3 separate regions of the Zea mays genome follow, and regions 1 and 3 are each linked to region 2. The links are chromatin contacts, called in public Hi-C maps. All regions are on one chromosome and are shown on one strand. Each heading gives the region's core, a stretch centred on a gene start, on an enhancer-like site or on the middle of the called end of the contact. The rest is flanking DNA. Distances are from core to core; before and after follow the strand shown.

Region 1 (2,974 bases), core at 156-2,655, 320 kb after region 2:
GGCGTAAGCTACATTTCTTCCTAGACTAACATGCTTGCATTTCCTAAAGGTTTGACAAGAGGATAACTGATGAGTTCCATGCCATGGTTAACTATTTCTTCAAGTGTGCAAGTGCGTCTATCGACTGTATGGTTCTTTGGTTTTTGTTGTTCGCTGAGGTGCAAAGTAGGAAGAAAATGTGGCCCTAACCTTGCAAGCGGGGAATGTATCGTTTTTTGGTGCAACTGAAATATGTGGTGTTATTTTTTGTGCACTAACAATTTGTTGAATATTTTGTATACCGTTGCAACGCACGGGCATCTACCTAGTAGATGATTAAATGAGCTGTGACTGACGGGTTGGCCAAAGCATGGCTCATTTAATAGTGTCGGGCTGGACTCGGCATGAAAGTCGTGCCGTGTTTGGGCCGCTGACTTGACCCGTAGTGCTGACCCGGACCGACACGATTATATTTTTATTTTGCAAAACTTAGTGTGTATATATATATATATTATATTTTATATTTAGTATTTACAACCAACACACTAGAGTTTTACTTGTTAGCCTCCTTCATGTAGTGTTTTTCAGCCTTGGACCAGGAGGTTGTGAGTTTGAATCCCCCTTTCGCACGTTTTTTTTGCTATTTTTCTGATTTAATCAGACAACGTGGATAGATTAACGGACCGATCCGGCCCGGCACGGCTACCAGGTCGACGTGCCGTGTCTGGGCTGCGGCACGCGGGTAAAATCATCACGTGGCATGCCGGTATGTCTGGTGAATGAAGCATGGCCACACTCTCACCACAACCCACAGAGTAATACTACATGCGTTGACTTTTAAAAAAAACTGTAACCACTTGTCTTATTCAAAATATTTATTTGAAAATATAAAATTTTAAGTCACGTTCAAACGACCTTGAGTGATAAAACGAACCACAACAAAATAAGTGAGTTAAATAATAACTCACGATATTTTCTGATCAGTTCAAGAGTGGACTTTGTGTGAAAGTGTTGACTCAGACTGCTACGGTAACAAAGCTGAACTCAGAAGAGTACAGAGAGGAGCACATTTTCAATGGCGTTTTTGTTCAGGAGCTGGACATCTGTATCTGCAATCTTCGTAGTGTCGAAAAAGGCGTGAAGAGGAGAGGAAAGGCCACCTTGGTAGGCGGCGACGTGGCGTGCGCCTGATAACTGGCGTGATGAAACCGAAAGCCTCAGACTCGTTCTTTCCTGGTCTAGTCTAGACTCTTAACTCTAGAGAATGGAGTCGGCGGATCTCCTACGGTTGGGCGTTGAGGCGTTTAACTCCTACAGCAGGATTCGACACAACCACGCAACTGCACGAGATATTTTGAGCTCTGGTGGTTGGATTTTAAGGAACAAGGACATTATGTAGACGTCGTCAAGATCAAACATGGTTGAACTTGAACAGCACGCAAGAATGGAGGCGGAAAGAGCTGGAGCGTGTCTCCCCCTCCCCTACCAGGCGACCAAATCCATGTGCGTGCTGCTCCTCGCTGCTGCTTCCATGCTGAGCAGCAGCCATACCACCACCGCCGCCGCACATGGTGCTGCTTCTGCTACTGCCTCTCCTCCACCAGCGGCGTTGCTGATCGCCACGGCCGACGACCAGCAGGCTCTGCTCGCCTTCAAGGACCTCGTCACCGGCGACCCTCACGGGGTGCTGACCTCATGGACCGCCGCTGGCAACACGACCGCCGGCGTCTGCAGCTGGAGAGGCGTGGGGTGCCGCTCCCGCCGGCGGCGCCCTGGCCGCGTCACCTCGCTGGAGCTGGCGTCCGCCAACCTGACCTTCACCGTCTCGCCTTTCCTCGCCAACCTGACGTTCCTCGGCACGCTCAACCTCTCGCACAACTTCCTGTCGGGCAACATCCCCCGGGAGCTCGGCTTCTTGCCCCGCCTCTCGTACCTGGACCTCCGGCACAACTCCCTGCAGGGCGTGGTTCCAGGATCCCTCGCCGGCGCCTCCAGGCTCCTGGTCCTGCAGCTGGAGTACAACAGCCTCGTGGGCGAGATCCCAGCCAACCTGAGCCACCTGCAGAGGCTGGAGGTCCTGGACGTCGGCTCCAACCAGCTCTCCGGTGCGATCCCGCAGTCGCTCGGCTCGCTCTCGAGGCTCACGTACCTGGGGCTGTACCTGAACAATCTCTCAGGAAGTGTTCCGGCGTCTCTCGGTAACCTCTCATCGCTCGTCGACTTGTTTGCTGACACTAACAGACTCAGTGGCCAAATACCAGACTCTCTAGGACGGCTGACAAGGCTCAGGCGCTCAGCTCCCTTGATTTAGCCTACAACCATCTCAGCGGCACAATCCCAGCAAGCCTGTTCAACATCTCATCAGTTGCCACCTTCGAATTGTCCGGCAACAAGGCTCTTTCAGGCGTTCTCCCGTCTGATATCGGTGCCACCCTCCCAAACCTCCAGAACCTGATCCTCAACGACTGCCAGCTGCGCGGCCGAATCCCCCGATCCATAGGGAACGCGTCGCTGCTCAGGTACATACAGCTCGGCGACAACCAGCTTGAAGGGGCCCTGCCGCTGGAAGTAGGCAGCCTGAAGGATCTCGAGGTGCTAACAGTGGAGAGCAACCGGCTGGAGGACGAGTGGTGGGGAAGTGATGACTGGGACTTGATCGCCTCCTTGTCCAACTGCAGCAAGCTGTTCTACCTGTCCCTTGACTCCAACAGCTTCCGAGGCGTGCTCCCGCCTTCCATCGTCAACCTCTCCAGCACGATGCAGAAGCTTCATCTATCACACAACGGATTCCACGGAGCGATTCCTACGGATATCCGGAAGCTTTCGAGCCTCACCATACTCACTCTCAGGGGTAACTTGCTGACGGGCAGCATCCCGCCATCGATCGGGGAGCTTCACAGCCTAGGAGTTCTAGACTTGTCCGAGAACAACATCTCCGGGGGAATCCCTCCTGCGCTGGGGAACCTGACAAACCTCTCCATACTTTATCTGTTCA
Region 2 (2,848 bases), core at 210-2,709:
GAGAGAGAGAGAGAGAGAGAGAGAGAGAGAGATTAGTAAAGGGGTGAAGATGATACACGTGAACACAATGGGAGGTTGGCAGGTTGGTGGTCAGCAAACGAGCCAACTTTCCCTTTCGGGGAGGAGCAAGTTGAGGCAATGGAACAAAGAAGCTTGCATTAAGCTATGCATATCACACAGCACAAAGCAAGAGGAATTGTCCCGTCTCAAAGCGCCTCGGAAAGACCGAAGGACATCTAGGCAAAACTAGCAAACTGACCGCGAAATCCCAACAAAATCTCTGAAATTGAGTCTGAGAAGACAGAAAATTAAGGGATTCCTTGAATCCGTGCATTGGAAGAGAGAACAAAGTTATATGAGAAAATAGCATGGATCGGAATATTCGCAATAGAAAGTGGCATCATCTTGTAAAGGTGCATGTATTTTCGATGTGGTCTCGTGAAAAAAAAAATTGGAACAGTTAAACCAGGCTATTGCCATGAACAGATTAGATGCTCCAGCAAGCAAATCCGCGGGAACAGTACGAGATAATTTCGACTCAAGGACAAGGTAACAAATGACAAATAATCCCCACTAGCATGCGCAGCTTAAGACAAAAACACGGCATTACAAAAATCAGATGCATCCAAGAACGCTGGACGCGGGTAAGAGCATCCAAACCGAGCCCGCCCATCAAATCATGCAAAAATTACCGACCATGAGAACACCGCATCTGGAGACAAATCGTTCACAGGCGATGAGGTGAAGCCATGAAGCCACATTGCTCCAAACAATACCCAGCTTTCCAACTAAAAAATCCAGGCGGTCGGCTAGCCGGTCTCTCACACCTTCGACATTCCACATCTAGGCTGCGATCCCCACGACCCCCCTCGCGCGACAAGTTGCCAGCAAACCAAAAGCAAATCTAATTATCTAAAGTCGAAAACGACGGGACAGACTAGCGCGGGGAAGGGTGGAAATGGGCCTCACATTGGTGGACTTGCCTCCGGACTTGGACCTCCGCAGCGCGCCGGCCTCCGGCGGCGCCGGCGCGTTGGGCGTCGATGCGTGCGCCGCCGCGGTAGTGTCGAGGGAGAGCGCATCCGAGGCGCGGCGCTCGCTGGCGCCGTCCTCGCGGTCGCCGGCGACGGCGGGGTGGTGCACGCAGAGGCTGGAGCCCAGCGCCCTCTTGGCCTTCCTCCACGCCGCCTCCATTGTTCGCCCCCCAGCACTCTCGCGGCCGCAGAACCTTCGGTTGGTGGAAGAATGAGAGCAGCACTACGAGAGGAAGATTGCGGGGGAGATGGAGAGGAGAAGGAGAAGTGGGGGAAGCGGAGCCGCCATTGCAGAGCGGTGGCTGCGGTGGGTTGGGCTGGGTTGCGGCGGGGTGCGCTTTTGTTTCACCTCGGTGGCTCGGTGCAGCGAGAGAGACAGGCCCAGCGGAGGTGGCCAGGTTGGGTTTGGCTATTGCCAATAAGGATGAAAACGGAACAGTTACCATCCGAGACGACACGAGTAGTTAAAATTTGAGAGAGATATAAAATGGACCACGTAATAATTCAGACGAATAAGAAACCGATAATGTATATTACTCACTATGATGTTTTATTACAACGGTCTTCAAAATATAATTTTAACCAATATTTTTGTTAAAATACAAATTAACTCTTAATATATTTATACATTTATAAAAATACATGTTAAGACAATCATAGCATATAAACATTAGGTTTCAAAATTAAATAATAAAATAGTTATTTGTAGTCAAAATTTTGTAAATTTAACTTAAATCTTGTCCAAAACGACAACTAATAGTACACCGGAGGGAGTACTCGGGTAGATATCGGATAGTTGTCGGGTGATTTGTCCCGATAATATTAATTGTTGAATCATCTGTTGAACACCAAAAGTGGCGGGTTGTCCGGCCTTAGACCAACTCCAGCAGACTCCCTCTCCGTATCCGTATTTAGCACGGCCAACAGTTTCTCTCTCCTCTCCGTATCCGTCCCCGTTTCCAGCAGACTCCGTATTTGCACTCCGCATGCAGTCTATGACAGCTGGGGCCCGCGAGCAGGAGGTGGCGCATGCAGTCTTCTGCGGAGAGGAGAGAGAAACCGTGGAAAAGGGGAGTGCAGGTACACGGCGTCTGTTTTGCGGAGACGGATGCGGAGGCTGCTGGAGAGCGAAATAGTGACTCAGAGCGTGTATAATGCGGATGCGGAGTGGGATGGGGAGTGTTGCTGGAGTTGGTCTTAGGGCTCGGACGGTCCGCGCCCCCGCTATCAGATTAACTCGGGCGATTAATCCTTATCCCGTGCATGGTTATCCATCTAATCACGTGTCATTTGTTAGCTATCACCTAGGAACGAGTCCAAATCTCCCGCTATATATGAAGGGGAACGGTCGATTGAAAACCCCCCAAACGTATTATAATCAAATCAAATACTTTCTTTATCATTATTGTGGAGTAGATGTAGCATATTTTAGTTATATCTTTCCGCATATCCACCTCCACCCCTATTCGACTCTACGTCGTTTAGATCCGTCTTTGGTGGTCTGCTGACCCCAAGACGACCCTAAGATCTTACCCCTCCCGGGGGGTAAGATCTAGTTGTCTATTCAAAATACACTACCTCTGTAGGATCTAGGATACCGGCTAGTGTTGGAGACTTATTCTCAAAAGCTAAGAGTCAAGAACAAGGCAACACAAAATATTAAATGTTAATGTCCTTCGTCTTTCGAAGCATTATTTTCCTTAGGATATAATGATCTTCGGACGAAGGACATGAAGGACGTACCTTCATCATCACGGTTATAGGAAAATGAAAGATGAAACATATATAAAACATGAAAGATGAACACAAATAAG
Region 3 (2,962 bases), core at 281-2,780, 300 kb after region 2:
GGGAGAGGTTCTCTGCCTGCACATTAGCTGCTAAGAGGCATATTGACTCCACTACCATCTTCGATGTCCAAGGTGTGGTATGTTAATGATTCAGTTTGAGCTGTGCTTACAAAATGCAGATTTGTGTGGTTTTTGCTCTTAGAATATATTGCTTGTCATATATATGTTTGTTGTTCTGTATCACAGCTTCTTTAGCTAATCGATATGATATGAGGCCTAGGAGTTGCCACTTTGCTTATGCTTGCTTCAACTCTTCTCAGGGGCTCACATGGATCATCCCCGAGCGCAAGCAAACTTTGAGATCGCGCCGAAAGCATGCCATCCCTGGAATCCTTCAGTTGGGAGTAACATTTAGTTCCACTCTGTGGTTTTTGCTCTCTAAATATATTGCTTGTCATACATATGTTTGCGATCTCATAGATTTGGATTTTGAGCAGTACCAGTTTATTATTTTTGTTAATGCAAGCCTTGAAGCGTATCAAACTCTATGAACTGGTATGATTTGGAAGATAGGAACTGTAACTTCTATGTTGCAAATAATCTATGAGGTGTGAGCTGCTAGAGGTAAAACTTGCTGAAATAGTTATGATCTGAAATAGTCATGTATCTTGTGATATTAACAATTCCTCATAGTATTTGACTATTTGTATTGTAGCAACTGCTCCTTTTGCTTCGTGTAGTACTAAATTTACTGTTGCTTGTTTAAAAGAAAAAATTTAGGTTCCATTTGCAATAGTGGATATGTTTTCACTGTCTGATGAATGCTGTTGAGATATTTGGTTTTTCTTTTGTCAAACTCCAATTAATATATTTTCCTTGTATTGTATGAATTGCGATGTTCAGAAGCACAAAGATATTAGTAAAGCCGAGAAGGACATCGTTCTCAGGTATGTTCTTATGTTTACTTTACATTCAAGAAGGACATTCTATTTGAAGCTCAACTTATCGTGTAAATTGGTTTCAAAGCTCAACAAGTATTGTGATGCTTGGTATTTTTGTTCTTCACACCCCCTTCGCCAAGGCCATCAATGGCGCCGCGCTGCACCTCTTCAGCTTCGCCGAGGCCATCAACATCGGTCGCCCACCTAGAAACTCTTTAAGATCATAGACCTCCACGATAGGCTCTCGAAGTCTCGGACCTCCTATCCGACGTCTTTGGCTATACCTAGCCTCAACATCGAGATGACGATGTGAGGACTCTAGGTCAATGTCTCTAGCGTTGTCCTATCATGAAAAGCAAATTATCACGAAATGTTTTTATGGATTTTATCTTCATTAATAAAGATAAAATTATAGTTATGTAAACATTCTTAACCTTTAAAAAGATGCTAACAAAAACATTGAATGATAATTAATGCTTCTGCATCTCAATATATCTTATTATAGCATGTTTACTCCGTAGCAACGCACGGGCACACATCTAGTTAATGATTAATAACAACTGACCGCTGGGCTCTAACCAGCCCACCTCGCCCGTCGGCCCCAAAGGAACGGTCGGGCCCGGCTCGGCCTCGCCAACCCAGCACGTCAGGCCTTGGAACAAATTGACCGTGCGATTGCCGCGTCGCGGTCCAATACGCGCTCGGCCTTCTGACGTACGGCCCACGTCCTCGCTTCCGCGTTCGAACCGGAACCGAAATCAAAGTCCCTGCCGCCAAGCCATAAAAGCCAGCGTGCCGGTCAAACGATCAAGAAGACGCCGGACTTGTTCTCGCTGACGCCGCGCAGATCGACCACGAGCATCTGCCGAGACTGTAGCGGAGGAGGCATTCCTCGCAGCAAAATGATGTTGTGAGAGTCGCCCCTGGACTGTACGCCTCCTCCGCCTTGGGCACTAGCCCGCCAACCAGAAGCGCGGGGAGGAGGACGTGGTCAGGGTCATATCGGCGACGCCGCCAGTGACGGAGGCAAGGGGACCCGTGAAGCCCGTCGACGCGTCGTTCGGTTGCTTGCATTGCCTCCAGACCGTCGTGTTCCGCATCGACTGACCTTATCGGTCTTTAGGACCAGTGCCGGAAACATGGCTGGGTTTTTTTTTCACCACGGTTCAAAAACATGAGTCTAAAGTACGACCCGATATAAAATAATATGTGTCTGACAGCACGGCTTGAGGACGGGCCTACGGCGGGTCTTAAATTTCGTTCCGTCGGGCTCCTCGTATGACCCACACACATGTGTCGGTCTTAAACGTTACCGTTCAATGAAGTTTATATTGTTTAATTTCTTTAATTTAGTAAGCTATAAACTTTATATTGTTATAATATTTAGACTCTACGTGGTCAAATGATACTAGCATTATTTAATATCTTTAGTTTAATAAATTATAAACTTTATATGGTTGTAATATCTTAATTTTATGTGGTTTAAATATATTGGTCGGGCTTAGGTCGGCACGGTCCAACGAAGTCACGACGTGCTTTAGAGCCGAATTAGGCTACTGTTTCTACTATTTGGACTAGCATGGCACGACCTAAAAGTCTTTTAGGCCTTCTTGGCCAAGCCCGTTTGCCCCGAAGAACGATGGGCTTGGGACGTCCGGCCCGACCCAATTACTAGCACTAGTTGTTGTCTCAGCAACGTTCTTTAAATTTCGCTCCTAAAGAAATATTCTCTATATGATCTATATCTTCTCCATCAACGTACTCTAAATTTGGTTTCTCTATTGCTATAGTGTTGACATAATTCATATCCAACATTATTTATTCCTTGGTTTTCATATATCATCTTGTCATGCAAAACTATGTTTGAATTTTAAAATTTGAATTATTTAAAATATCTCGGATGGAAAAACCACCAGTAGGTCTTGAAATATAATAAAACTTTATAATTGACAATTTTTTGATTTTAAATCATCTTATCATTAAAATTCATGTGAAGTTTTCAAATTTAAAATTCAAATTTTGTAAACGGTCTCGGATGTAGAAACTATCAAAATAGAACTTGTAGATCTTGAGAAGTTATG

The links. Hi-C and Micro-C count contacts between places; a contact is called where the count stands out from the background.
Region 1: a contact with region 2 is called in a Hi-C map of leaf, with 5 times the contacts expected there. The contact joins the promoter of LOC100216871 here to the promoter of LOC103653783 in region 2. A contact is called at or near these places in 2 of 25 Hi-C or Micro-C datasets (both in leaf) and 1 of 3 datasets of contacts at active chromatin or transcription factors (leaf).
Region 3: a Hi-C map of ear shows a contact between it and region 2, with 2.3 times the contacts expected there. The contact joins the enhancer-like site here to the promoter of LOC103653783 in region 2. A contact is called at or near these places in 2 of 25 Hi-C or Micro-C datasets (ear and tassel).

The regions. Positions count from the first base shown.
Region 1 is chr4:146,533,355-146,536,328 of Zm-B73-REFERENCE-NAM-5.0, forward strand. It overlaps LOC100216871, which reads left to right and starts at 1,406. Exons shown (of 2, transcript NM_001143260.1): 1 at 1,406-2,177. The coding sequence starts at 1,424.
Region 2 is chr4:146,208,740-146,211,587 of Zm-B73-REFERENCE-NAM-5.0, forward strand. It overlaps LOC103653783 (putative RING zinc finger and VWF domain family protein), which reads right to left and starts at 1,460. Exons shown (of 2, transcript XM_008680585.3): 1 at 970-1,460. The coding sequence starts at 1,194.
Region 3 is chr4:146,513,376-146,516,337 of Zm-B73-REFERENCE-NAM-5.0, forward strand. LOC103653786 (a long non-coding RNA gene) reads left to right here. Exons shown (of 10, transcript XR_002750540.1): 8 at 1-77; 9 at 261-887; 10 at 1,022-1,299. Among protein-coding and RNA genes, the nearest start is that of LOC103653786, 7.2 kb to the left of the region's middle. Within about 2 kb of position 1,531, at least 18 of the 20 cell types and tissues checked have an H3K27ac peak or open chromatin away from gene starts, as enhancers often do. A contact at or near this core is called in ear and tassel, where this site is marked.